4 separate regions of the Mus musculus genome follow, and all the other regions are linked to region 4. A link is a contact called in public promoter capture Hi-C data. All regions are on one chromosome and are shown on one strand. Each heading gives the region's core, a stretch centred on a gene start, on an enhancer-like site or on the middle of the called end of the contact. The rest is flanking DNA. Distances are from core to core; before and after follow the strand shown. Region 1 overlaps Gucy1b1 (guanylate cyclase 1, soluble, beta 1). Region 2 holds the start of Arfip1 (ADP-ribosylation factor interacting protein 1). Region 3 holds the start of Trim2 (tripartite motif-containing 2). Region 4 holds the start of Plrg1 (pleiotropic regulator 1).

The links. Promoter capture Hi-C pulls out the DNA fragments that hold promoters and counts their contacts.
Region 1: a promoter capture Hi-C map of embryonic stem cells shows a contact between it and region 4, with 6 times the contacts expected there. The contact joins the enhancer-like site here to the promoter of Plrg1 in region 4. A contact is called at or near these places in 10 of 39 promoter capture datasets (the 3T3-L1 cell line, cranial neural crest, embryonic stem cells and 5 more), 1 of 484 Hi-C or Micro-C datasets (the G1E-ER4 cell line), 1 of 115 datasets of contacts at active chromatin or transcription factors (embryonic stem cells) and 1 of 9 other capture datasets (embryonic stem cells).
Region 2: a promoter capture Hi-C map of pre-B cells shows a contact between it and region 4, with 6 times the contacts expected there. The contact joins the promoter of Arfip1 here to the promoter of Plrg1 in region 4. A contact is called at or near these places in 3 of 39 promoter capture datasets (the C10 cell line, erythroid cells and pre-B cells), 2 of 484 Hi-C or Micro-C datasets (muscle stem cells and uterus) and 1 of 9 other capture datasets (liver).
Region 3: a promoter capture Hi-C map of pre-B cells shows a contact between it and region 4. The contact joins the promoter of Trim2 here to the promoter of Plrg1 in region 4. A contact is called at or near these places in 2 of 39 promoter capture datasets (the C10 cell line and pre-B cells).

Annotation. Positions count from the first base shown.
Region 1 is chr3:82,046,563-82,049,600 of GRCm38.p6, forward strand. Gucy1b1 (guanylate cyclase 1, soluble, beta 1) reads right to left here. Exons shown (of 14, transcript NM_017469.4): 5 at 1-148. Among named protein-coding and RNA genes, the nearest start is that of Gucy1b1, 27 kb to the right of the region's middle. Within about 2 kb of position 1,504, at least 11 of the 459 cell types and tissues checked have an H3K27ac peak or open chromatin away from gene starts, as enhancers often do.
Region 2 is chr3:84,581,308-84,584,472 of GRCm38.p6, forward strand. It overlaps Arfip1 (ADP-ribosylation factor interacting protein 1), which reads right to left and starts at 1,318. Exons shown (of 9, transcript NM_001081093.2): 1 at 1,107-1,318. It overlaps Gm35410 (predicted gene, 35410), which reads left to right and starts at 1,108. Exons shown (of 1, transcript NR_164319.1): 1 at 1,108-3,165.
Region 3 is chr3:84,258,505-84,261,741 of GRCm38.p6, forward strand. Trim2 (tripartite motif-containing 2) reads right to left here and starts at 1,275. Exons shown (of 12, transcript NM_001271727.1): 1 at 821-1,275.
Region 4 is chr3:83,053,699-83,056,815 of GRCm38.p6, forward strand. Plrg1 (pleiotropic regulator 1) reads left to right here and starts at 1,840. Exons shown (of 15, transcript NM_016784.3): 1 at 1,840-1,956; 2 at 3,073-3,117. The coding sequence starts at 1,948.

The DNA.
Region 1 (3,038 bases), core at 254-2,753, 1.0 Mb before region 4:
TCCCGATCACGATGTCCTGAAGCCCCTCTCTTTCCGAGTAGTAGTGCAGGATGAGCCCTTTGCCTTTCTCCGCATCGGTGCACCTGAAGGAAGGCGCGCGCATCCCTGGGTAAATGGTGGCGAGGTGGTCATGCAGGGCATCGAGGTTCTGTAGTGAAAACGGAAGCATAGTGACTAGGAATGTCTATGAGGTCATAGGCATGCAAACAGCAGAGAGAAGGTTCACATCTGGGTTTGCTGGGCAGATCACTAGTGTAAACGTTTACCTAGGGGGATCCTTCATGGCGCCCCTGAGATGGCTCTGAGGTAAGTACCACAGAGAGAATGAAAAGAGAGCAGAATAGTTGGGACGAATCTATGTGATTGTTAACGGCAAGTCTCAAGAGCATACTTAAGATGAAAAGCAGGCATCTAAGATTGTTGTTGTTGCACACTGTAGTATTCAGGAGAGAACATTGTGTAAATCAACCACATTCTTTTCTGCTCGCACTATAATACCCATCTGAATGGGTATTAGGCTTAGAAAATTAAACTTCCTAATTTTTGTAAGCTTGTCACTTAGAACATGCTTTCTCAGCACCTATTAGCTCCTAAAATTCAAAAGTGATTTATATTCAGATTGACCTAAGAAATAAGAAAGCTACACTTTTAATTCAATCCAGCATTTAGTTGATAATGTGTCCCATGCAGGAATGAAGAGATCCAGGAAATAGAGCCAGGCACAGAGAGTCCTGAAGGCTTACTCTGTTTCAATGAACTGAATAAATCCAGTGTCAGTCTGGGTGCTTCAGTCTATAATGACTTCTGTTTTCTTCCCTCTAATATCTCTATAAAAATCAAGTCAAGCTAGCGTTTGTTTTGTTTTGTTTTGTTTTGTTTTGTTTTGTTTTGTTTTGTTTTGTTTTATTTTGTTTTAAAACATGGCTTCTTCTGACTGCCTCTAGGGGCCGCTGCTGTAGCGTGAAACTTAAGAGGCAGTCTAGCATGCTCCATGCCATTCCTGGAACCCACCTGTCCCAGAATTTCATATTTCTTTCTATTGAGTTGAACCATACAACGGATTCTTTCTTTAACAAATTGTTTTTGTGGAAATCTTTCCCCGTGAAGAGAAGACCCGAAAGCTCCGCTGCAGGACCTTAGGACCCCTGCCGAACTTTTGATGTAACAATCTTGAAAGAGAAAAACCTCTTGAGAAGAAAATGTATTGCTAAGAGTTTTACTTTTATCTCCATTTTCCACAAAGTCAGAGCTGAGTTTGTGGCTGCATTAAAACCTCATTTCTTCCATATTACAGTCCAAGTACTGCGTTATACTCCTTGTATGAAAGAAAGCTATCTTAAATAGGTGGTTTAATACTTTTTCATTTTTCTAAACAAAATATTTAAATATTCCCTAGTCAATAGACCCACGCCATTTGCTTGCTATCAATTTTCATTTTGGTTCATTTTGTGCCCTCTGTACATTCCTACAAGCAGTCAAGACAATCCCTTGGCAGTGACAAAGGTACCATTTCTACCAGTGGCCACCCTGATGGTAAGGCAGTTCTGACACTGGACTTGGTCACCCAGGACAGGTGAAACATCAAAGGTAGCACCCTTCCTGCAAGGCCAGCCATCTGAATTTGTGCACAGGTGTGGGCACGATTAAGGTCTGAATAGTGGAAGTACAGCCTTGCTAAGATGCATTCCTGCAGGCAAGAGGGTCACTACAAAGGCTGAGCATGGTATGGTGTTCAAGCCTTTTTGTGGTAACCGAGTCTCCAGGGATTTGCTGTTGTATTGAATTTGCTACTAATTAAATGCACAAGCTGAGTGCTTTGTTGGAGCATGAGAGATTTACCACTTAATGTAATATTGATTTTCTTTAGATAGTATCCCACACAAAACTCACTCTCGGGATTTCTTCAGTTACCGCTTTCCTCACTCAGTTCTACTCTATCAAGTTTCAAGCGATTACCACGACCCGTCTCTTCTAAGAAATGGGATTGTGATTAAATTTAAATTATTTTCACCACACTTGTATTGCTAATAAATGCGCAGTCTTCACATTTAAACTACTCTAGTTACAATATCCTCTGGAAATCGCAAACAGGGACCCTTAGCATGGCCAAGAGAAAAGCTATTCACATTTGATAGCGCTAACTAAACACATTTGACTGTTCACTAACATAGCTATATTGATACATTCTGGGCAATAAACCTTTCATCACAAAACTAGAATTGTTTTATTTCTAAATATACCCATGGAGGTAAGTACAGGAAGAGAGCAGCTGCAGGGCCAGTTACAAGGAGTTCGCACATGCGCAAAAGAGCCAAAAAGTCGTGGGAAAATGTAAACACAGATGCTTCAGCAGGAACAACTTCCAGGAAGCCATGGAGCAACCTCAAATATGCTTAGGCTTCTCCTTAGCATCATCTAAAATGGGTGATGTTTTTGTTCCGATAACCAAAATCTAGCCTGAGGTTTTAATTCCATTTCTAACGGTGCTGATACCTTTTCGTGCTCCCTCTCTCACAAAGACAATAAAGGCATATTTTCTATGCGAGAATTCTGCAGCTGCCAGGCCACTTTAGCAGTCTCCTGGTGTTTGCGCTTTGTAGAAGAAGGAAAAATGATTCCTGTTACACTTGGGCTGTGGGTCTTGCTTGCTGCAGCTCGAGAAGGAGTGTGCTCTACAGATGTAGGAAGCTGTTGTTCTTTGGGGAAATACGTTTAAGGTGCACGTATATTTTAAGATTTTTGGACTACTTCAAAATGATGCACATTAAAAAAATATACCAGGCATGGCAAAAAATAAGTTCATACATAACTACAAACTATGCAAAAATCCAAGACCTCCTCTCTTTGCTCCCAGTACAGCTAATCAAAAACTTGTAAATTGGCCACAGAAATGTAGAGATAGAGACTCTGCCTGGAAAGCAAACTGGGTTTTTGTTTTTGTTTTGTTTCAGTCTCCATAATCCTTAATCCTGATCCTTGTGGTTGAAAGGAAGTTGTCTGTGGAGATAATCCACTGAGATTCAGCCCTGAAGATGAAA
Region 2 (3,165 bases), core at 68-2,567, 1.5 Mb after region 4:
TCCTATATACTGTTAAACTTTGGAGTTAGAAGGAAGCGTTGGTCACGGTGAACAAGAAAAACAAAAACGAAAATTAAAAGCAAATAAAAATAGAACAAATACAAGAAAAGTGTACATTGCTGCAACGCTTGCTCTGAAAGAGCAGCAATGAAATACAAGCCATTCCTGCAGCCTCCAGAGAACTGACCAACCGCCATCAATCTGGTGCACCTTTCTTTAGCAATCAAGTTAATCAAATGGCAAGTGTGAACACACCTTCGCAGTTGTGAAAGCAACACGTTGATGAAAAGCCCTGCGATTTTTTCATTCGTCCTCCGCCCCCCTGATCAGATAAGAACCAAGAAAGGATAGTTCAGGAAAAAATAAAGGAGGGACGCACAGAAATCCTGAAAGGGTGACTTAAAGGATCTGCAGGAAGTGTAAAATATAAACTTTTTGAGATCAGAGGGTTCAAGAGGAAAACAAGAACAAAGCCAAGGAAGCAATAACAGGGGAGAAAGTCTAGAATCTAAGCACTTAACACACACACACACACACACACAGAGAGAGAGAGAGAGAGAGAGAGAGAGAGAGAGAGAGAGAGAGAGAGACGCTTCCTTTCCTAGACACGTAAAGAGTAGTTAACTTGGCAATAAGGAACGCACCAGAAGGCAGGGCCACAATTTCCTCCTCCAAACTCCAGCATTCCTTGGACGCCCTCAGGCTTGGGACATTTCAGGCAGGGCGCCTCCCTCGGCACCGGTGTCAGGCAATCTCTCCAAGAGATTGCTACCTCCCTTCCTCTCACAGCAGGAGAGAGGAAGCAGGACACTCAGGGAAGAGCAGGGGGAAAGGCGGCCCACTCGGACAGAGTCCAGAAAGCCCCAGACCCTGCCAACTCTTCCCACTGCCGAGCGGAGCCGCCCCAGGGGCCAGTGCTGCCCCCCTTCACTCCAGAACACACTCAGACTCAGAGGGACAGGAGGGACCAAGGGGCGGACTTGGCTGCTCCCAGGGATGGAAGTGCCCAGGAGCAAGTTTGATGAGAGTAGCCGCAGGCGACACATCCATCTGTCGGGAAGCACGCCACCCCAACCCCTTCCTTTCCGCCGCGGCTCCGCCCTCACCTGTCTGTCAGCGGGGAAGCCGGCAGCGCTCCGTCGCGGGCTCTCCCGGTCGCAGCCCTCGGGAATCACGTCGGCCAGAGGGAGAAGGGACCGGAAGCGCAACCGGGAGCTTTTCCTTCGTCTCCTCCCCCACGCCTCGGGGGCGGGGAGCAGCTACAGCTGTCACAGGCTCCGGGCAACCAACCGCCGAGGACACTTGCACCCGCGACCTCTCAACCCGGTCTCCGGCGCTTGCACCCTACCCGCGAAGCCGGAAGCGAGCAGACCGGAAGTGCGGGGTCTTAGGCCCCGGACAGCCTCTCTCTAGAAGCCAAGCCCGGGCCCCGCCACGTCTCTATGGTGCGCGCGCGTCTCCCAGGGGGCTGGGTCCTCCCGACTCCGCCCCGGGCCGCGGCCCTGTGAACTACATCCGGGAATCCGCACGGACCGTTGCCGGGGTAACCGGGTTGCAGCGTAGAGGAACAGTCCATAGTTTGCGAAGTGCAGCCCTCCAGCCAGACATCCTCTACCCTTTTCCCACACGCGTACTCCGTGTCTGGAGGGTGGAGGTGGCCGTAGCTCACCACCGCGGAGCCGAAAGTTTGTCAACCACCGGAGAGAAGAACGGGATGCGGAAGGGATGGAGCGAAGATGAGTGTACCGGCGCTGGCAGCACGGAAGCCCGGCCCTCGCTTTCTTAGGTTTCTCGCTAGCTCTCCGCGATCACCGCACTCTTACCAGTCTGTGCACCAAGACCGGCAACCGTGAACGTGCGGTGGTAGCTCTGTTTCTGTGCTTGCTCTCTGACAGTGGGCTCATAGTACTTTTCTTCGCTGCTCCTCTTTTGCCGGCAACCGAACTCTGCCTTCTTGCTCATCCCCTCTTAAGTAGATCGCTGACGCCCCGTCCACAGAAACAGTTCAACTGTCCCTTCTCCCAGAGCTCTTCTTGGTCGTTTCCTACCAGACTTTGGGGGTACCTGCGAGAATCTTCCCTATTCCCAGCGGTGTTAGATAATGAGTTTAAATATCCTTGTACTGTGTCTTCCTCAGTCTGGTTAATAGTAACACTACATACATTTACATAATGCACTACACATATTTCAAACCTAAATAACGGTATTGTCTTAGATTGCTAGCACATCAACTCAAACAAAACATCAACAAAAACAGTGCTGACATGCCCAAACATAAATCTTGTATAAAGGGCTTTTCTGTTCTGAAATTGAGCTATAAAGGGAGTGGTGGGTGGGTACCAATTCTCTCAAACTGTAATTATTCTGCAATGTATTGTGAATTTTCCTACTCAAAACCATCCTCTTGAGTTGAAACCCATTAGTCTTCTCCATTATTAGAAAGGGGCCCCTGTCTAGTGTAACTCTTGCTCTCGTTCTGTAAGAACTGAATAAGACTTGTAGCTAAGTGCAAGTGTCATCATGTACAGGGCTTCTGAAGGGTGACTTGGAAAACATGTCTTGCAATGCCCGGTTGTGTATGAATGGTGTGGACAGCTAGTACATAACAAAACTGGGTGTCTCCTTGAGGATGCCTGGTGGTGTTTCTTTAAATTTGGGGATACTTGGCTTCTTTTATTATCTATTTGTTCTTAAGTTGTATACTTTCTCTAGGAATTGCTGATAGTTTTTATGATGGTTCTGATGGACTTGGAACTAATGCTAATTTTCTTTGATAAAGATGCTATTAGTTGTCTATTTTAAGTAACTGATCGATCAGTCCAGTGAGGTTCTGGTATTCTGCATGATTATCCTTATCCATAATATTGTGGTGAGCAAGACTATGATGGGATTAATTTATTTCTCCCAAGATTTCTTTTGCCCCAAGAGAAATGCAAATGTAGGCCCACCTTTAGAAACACTGAAATCTGCTTCTGTTGGTGATGAAGAATTGCAAAATACTTCTGTACATCATTTGGACTGAAGGAAGCAGAGGCTTGTGTTCTTTGGATTTGGGGAAATTTTTCACTCGTGTGTGTGTGTGTGTGTGTGTGTGTGTGTGTGTGTTACTTGAGATCAATTTTTTATACCAAACGTTTAAACCTATTTCTACTTAAATGAAAATTT
Region 3 (3,237 bases), core at 25-2,524, 1.2 Mb after region 4:
GCATAGATATGCAAACTGTCACAAGAACAACCTCTCATGTATATCCTAGCGTGTAGCCTAATCTTTAGACTCTCAGAACTTCAAATGCTGTTAAATGTACTATCTAAAAAGCATTTGAGAGGTGGGGCCGTAACTTATCAGTTCAGCCGAGCATTAATTCCCCAGAACCTCAAAATAAATAAATACGTGTCCCGTTCCCCCTCCCCCCCACACACACACTAGAATTAAAAAGTATTTGAATCTAACGCTATCTGTGCCCTAATTCGATTAAGGAGTTGCAGAAAATAAGTCAGTTGCTCCCTGGAATCGATTAGATTACAAATGGGGAAATGTCTGGGGTTCGCGGAATGCTTTGCATCTGACAAGCATTTTTGGGACAAGCTTCCTCCCCACCCCCAATCCTTTACATCTTGACAGCAGCATGCAGATTTTTCAGCATCAATCAAAAAGCCCAGAAAGGCAACATCTCCACCTTTTAATAAACCAGACGTGCAGCGTGAGCTTGGCCAGAGGGTAAGCGTGAAAACTAATAGACAGGAATCTAGCTGAGTAGTTCCTTCAAAGAGAAAGAACATTTTTTTGTTTGTTTATTTTTGGAAGAAAAAGAAATGGGGTTGGGGGTGGGGGTGGGAAGAGGACACCTTTCCAAGCTTTAAGATTATAGAGTCGCTTTCTACTCCAGGGTCAAATGACTTTGCAAGCGTTCCTTGCAGGTCAGGGTCTGCAGAGGGTCCGTGAGATTCCGGGAACAGTGCTGGCGGGCTGACAGCTCCGAAAAACCGCCCGCGCCCCTCACGCCCCCACCCCCAGGGACACTTACCGCGACCCTCGCGGCTGCTGCTCGCACCCGGATCTCTGGCGGCCGCGGACCCCGGTATCCCGGCTCCCGCCGCACGCGGCCTCACGGTCACACGGCTCGCTCGCGGGACACGATCTGAGCGGCGGGCTCGGCAGAGAGGACGGACGCGAGGAGCGGAGCTGGCCTCGCGGGCCGCGCCGGGGCCTTCCCTCCGTGTCGTCTGTACCAAACAGCTCCTCTCTGGGTCACTTCCATTCTGTGCTCAGTCCCAGAGCGGCGAGACATCTGCTTTCCATAAGCCTCGCGCAGAGGCAAATCCTGGATTAGATGCCAGAGCCCACGGTACAGCTGATCCGCGCACAAAGAGCCGCGGACAAACACGCAAGTTGGTGCCCGGTTCCAGAACGATTCGGATGACTCAGGCGGCCGCAGCCGGGATGCGCCAATCCGCGGCTGGCTGGGTTTTCAGGTCTACTGCGGAAAACTCTCTCTCTCTCACACACACACACCCGCCCGCCCACCCCACGAAAGCACGCTCTGTCCCTGCAGGGGAAGTGACTTCAGCTGTACCGGGCTGAGCGAGCTCGACGCAGCCTGCCTCCACCGCCGGGCGTTCGGTATTGAAAGCACACACTGCTGACCGTGACAAGGGGAAAAGCTTTGCTTTAATTCCAATTCACGAGTCAGTTATGATACAGTCAGCGCTGAAAAGGATGAGGAAGTGCTGTCTTTGCAAATTGATTTTTCATTCTCCCAAACAGCTGGGCAAAATTGCTGTTTCTCCGCCCCCCCCCCCCCCCCCCCCGTCCCTTCCTCACTTTGGAGTGCCTTTGACAGCGTGAAGTCGCTACTTCCTCTCAAGTGCTCTACTGTGTTGGGCTGGTTATGCTAGGGAGACTTACCAGTTCCCAACCCTGAAAAATTACAGTCAAAGAAACATAGGGTGGGGTTGGGGAGAGCACAGATGGGGCTTTTCAATCAGTCTAGAATCCAAAGACAGCTCCCCACCTCCAACCCCCACCTGCCGCCACCTCCCGGACAAGCCTTTTAAATTTTGGGCTTCTGCAGGCTCTAGAACAAAGAGGCTGGGCACTAGCTGATCCTGAATGTGGCTTTAGGGGCAGAGCAGGAGCAATGAAGACAGATAGATGCTCTATGGTGGATGGCAAAGAAGTTAGGTCACCGTGCTTGTCGTCCTAGGTAAACTGGGACCTTGGCATCTGACTAGAAACTAAAGGGACCCTCTGAGAGATTTGGAGCTGGCAAGTGATGTAATAAGATTTCCACCGCAGAAAGATAATTTCACAAGGCTACTCCAACCTAGAAAGGGGGTGGAGGTGAGTTTGAAATGAAGGGGAAAGACTCCAAAGACAGCAAGAGAGAGACTAAAATAAAATGCCCATTACAGGGGTGGGGCAAAGGTATCCTACAGAGGTCATAGCCTCCTGTCTGCCTCCTGTGGCAGGACAAGTAGAAGAAAATGAGAGAGGACCCAGAGAAGCCAGGAGTTGGGTTCAGAACGAGGTCACAGAATACAAATCAGCCACACAGATTTCTAAAGTATTTGGGACCTTCTGGCTAAGCAAGACAGGTTGGGCAGGTGTGTGGTTAGACAGCGAAGGTAAATACAGAGTAGAGAAAAACGGTTTGTATTGGTGTGTTGCATCTGTCAAAACAAAGTACCTGGAAGTGAGGAGATTAAATAACAGAAATAAATTGCCTCACAGCCTGGGAGCCTGCAGCCAGTGTGATGGGAGGAGCTTACTCCAGGAAGGACCCCTGGTTCCTTGGCTAGCGGCATTGTAAGCACTTATTTTCCCTGGCTCGCCGTGACCAGATGTCCGCCTCTTTTTGTAAAACGCTAGCCATATTAGGTTAGGGGCCCACCATACTCCAGAATTACTGCACTTCACTAATTACATCTGTCCTCAGGTGTCAGTCAGTTTTCTATCACGATATCAAGATGCTTAAAATAATCATTTTAAAATGAGGAAAGGTTTCTCTTGGTTCTGTTTCAGAGACATGATGATGGGAACATGACAAAGGAAACTGATTCACCGATGGGTGGTCAGGGAACTAGGAGAGTGACATGTACAGACTGTGCTTCCAAAATTCCCTTCAAGGGCAGGGGCCTACAACCGAACTCTGTCCTACCAGGCCCAGCTTCTGAAGTCACACACTCCTGCACTTGACAGTAGTATTGCAGACTGGGGTGAGGCTAGGGGAACAAGCCTTCAACATTCGGACATTTTGAGAAGTCTAAGATCTAACGGCATTTTACTTCTATCTTGTAATGGGAAATCACCTTCTTCCCATAAAAATGTCCCATTCTGAGGTATGGGGGCAGGGCTTAAGGCTTCAACGTAGGAATTTGGGGAAAACAATCGAACTCATAAGATTCACCCACTGTGAGCAGAGTCACATCAGAGGACAGAGAG
Region 4 (3,117 bases), core at 590-3,089:
AGGTACACTAATTGAAGGAGATTGAAAGGATTTGTATTACTGAATGAAAAAAAAACAGCTTTGTTAATGAAAAAACGGCTTTCCTTAAAATCTGCACGATTGTTTTCACACATACAAACGCAGCATTCATATTTATATTCGTAAATAATTTGTCATGTTTGCTTAAAGAAAGTGTCCTCTGCACACTTATGAAGAGCCATAGTGACCTCTACTGTCCAGAAAAGGCAGCTCGCAAGGTTAGCCAGAGCAGGTTTTTGCTTACTTTTAAAGACACGTACATCTTATTCTTTTCGTTTGTTTTGGTTTTATTCTCTGTGTAGTTCTGGCCCTGGCTATCCTGGAACTCAGAGATCCGACTGCCTCTGCCTCCTCAGTACTGGGATTAAAGGCGTGCGCCAACACCTCTGAACTGGGACTCCTAACCAGCCAAAGATCCTGGATCCCTTCAAATACAAGAAAATAGGAGGGAGGCCATAGCAAACAGAAAAACCCAGGTTCCTATATGAACAGGAGATCTGTGTATGATATGTGTGATTTATGGGTCTCATGACTAGATAATAGGATCACCCAAGCTATTCATTTAAGAAGGAAATTTTCACACGGGTGGCTTAATTCAAGAGCTGTAAGAAGAGTAAAACCTAGTGTGGTTTACCTCAGTAGACTGCCCTTATGAGCCTTGCATAAGCTGTGTTCAGGATGACTAAGGTATCTCACAAGTTTAATGAGAGTTGTCTAGTAGTTATATTAACATAGATACATTAAGGTCTTTCTTACATTTCCTTAGTGTTTTGTGATTTAAAATGTTCTTTTCTATGGCTATTACTATTTCCTTGCAACGTGCACAAACATTAGCCACTTTTACAGAAAATAAGATCCTTTGGCTAAACTCACATTCACATTTAGAAATGACTACTTGCGGGCTACAAAGATGGCGCTGACGTTAAGGCTCAAAACTAAAAAGACTAGAAATGTCCATTTTCAGGTTAAAAACACGACCTTCATGTTTTTAATGAATTAAAATATAAATCGAGCGAGAGCATTGCTGTATCGGCGCTACGTTTCATCCTTCTCAAAGTATTCGCAGTATTCTGAGGACGGTATCCGTGAACTTAACCACAGTTCAGGAAGACGCACAATCTGTGAAAACGCCTTAAGATCGCAAATAGCAACTACATCAATACAGAAAACATTTGAAAACGATCGATCATATAAGCCACAGATTTATTTTTAACCTGGGTAAATCACAAAACCTCAACACTTTAGCGTCAAGCCAAATAAAATAAAACCAACTTAAGTTCTCAACCTTTTTTTTTTTTTTTTTTTAATTGCTTGTTTAAGCTGGACAGTGGTGGCGGCGCACGCCTTTAATCTCTGCACTTGGGAGGCAGAAGCAGGAGGATTTCTGAGTTCGAGGCCAGCCTGGTCTACAGAGTGAGTTCCAGGACAGCCAGGGCTACATAGAGAAACCCTGTCTCGAAAAAAAGAAAAGAAACGAAAAAGTTGCTTGCTTAAAACCTCCAAGTAAGGAGCACCAAGCTTCTGGAAGCAGGTACCGCCCCTAAACGTTAAGGCTGGCGCGCTCCCTTAGCTCCGGCTGAAATCTCCGCCCTCAGGCAGGAGACTCCGCCCAGCTCCGCCGAGACCCGCCCTTCTGCCTGGAGACATCGTTCGTCCCCGCCCAAACCCCGCCCCAGTCCCGCCCAGCGGCTGCCGAAGTCCCGCTCTCCTCCAAGAGGCTCCGCGCAACTCCGCCTAGCTTCCGCCCTCCACCGCTAGACTCCGCCCCTCGACCCCTGCGCGGCGGGTTGCCAATACGCATGTGCGGTTAGCGTCACGTCCGGCGACGGGCCCCAATCTCCGGAAAGAGCTGCCGAATAGTGGCGGCGTTTTCTGCGGCGATTATTTGAGTTCCTTCGCTGCTGGAGGGGTAGACTAAACGGCGGCGACATGGTGGAGGTAAAGTGATGCTTGGGTACTTGGGAGTCGTTTGTCCCTGGAGCTTTGCTTTGCCCACGGAAGTGTAGGATGAAAGTGGTGGGAATCTGGGGAAAGGAACTGTAGTCAAAGCTGGTGGTCTCGGCACGTCGGGGTGGGAGGAAGGCCGATGACATCCCAAGTCCGAGCTTCAGTCGGCGGGAAGCCTGAGGGAATCCTGCAGTCCGTGTGTTGTCGTAGGTACCTGGCCGTCTCCTGGGAGGCGGGGCTTCTGATGTTCCCACCGTGGCTGGGATGCTAGTCCGTGCTGTCTTGTCAGTTCCACTGTTATTTCATCTCTACCGCAGTAGAGGCGTGCGGTTCTTGATTTTGTTTGTTTGTTTGTTCTTGCGTATCCCAAACGTTTCTTACTCCCACCCACTGCGTTCCAGGTCCACTGCAGTCCTCCGAGTCTAGCCTAACATCTTTTGCCCGGACTCATTCAATAACTTCCAGCTGGTCTAAGTGCTTAGGATTAACGAACACATTGCAGGAGTGTAGTTCAGTGCTGCTTTCTGTTCCAGTGTTATAGAGTAAAAATGTTGGTGGTGGCAGAGGTCTAAACCTCACCGACCCTGGAAACCCACACTTCCGCAGCATTCACAACTGCTGCGGTTCTGAGTTATCTGGACACCTTTGCAGTGGGATTTCCCACACTTTCACTGCTTGTACCTCTATTCCGTGTAAGGCTGTCTCCCTCTCTGCTTATCACCTGAGAGAAACCTTTCTTGATTATATCTACCAATTCTCCCCCCACCAACTCATCCCATTGCCTATTTTCATAGAACCCTCCAAAAATGTGGAATTATTTTGCTTATTTTTGTCTGTTGCCTCTTGAGTACACTGCATGCCGCATACAGTACTAGCTCGGTAAATATCTACTGAACACATTGTAGGCATTACTCAGTTACTTTTCTAAGAGCTCTGGCCAGACAGGAGCTTTCTCATCTTCGTTGTTGATTGCTGTAGTTTGTTACAGTTATTGAGGAGTGTATATCCTTCTCCATATTTAGCGTGGAAATTGCATAATGACTCTCATGTCGATTAGGGTGTATGGGTCTCTTGTTAGATGTGTGATTTTTGGCTGTCTCTTTACAGGAGGTACAGAAGCATTCTGTACACACACTGGTGTTCAGGTCATTG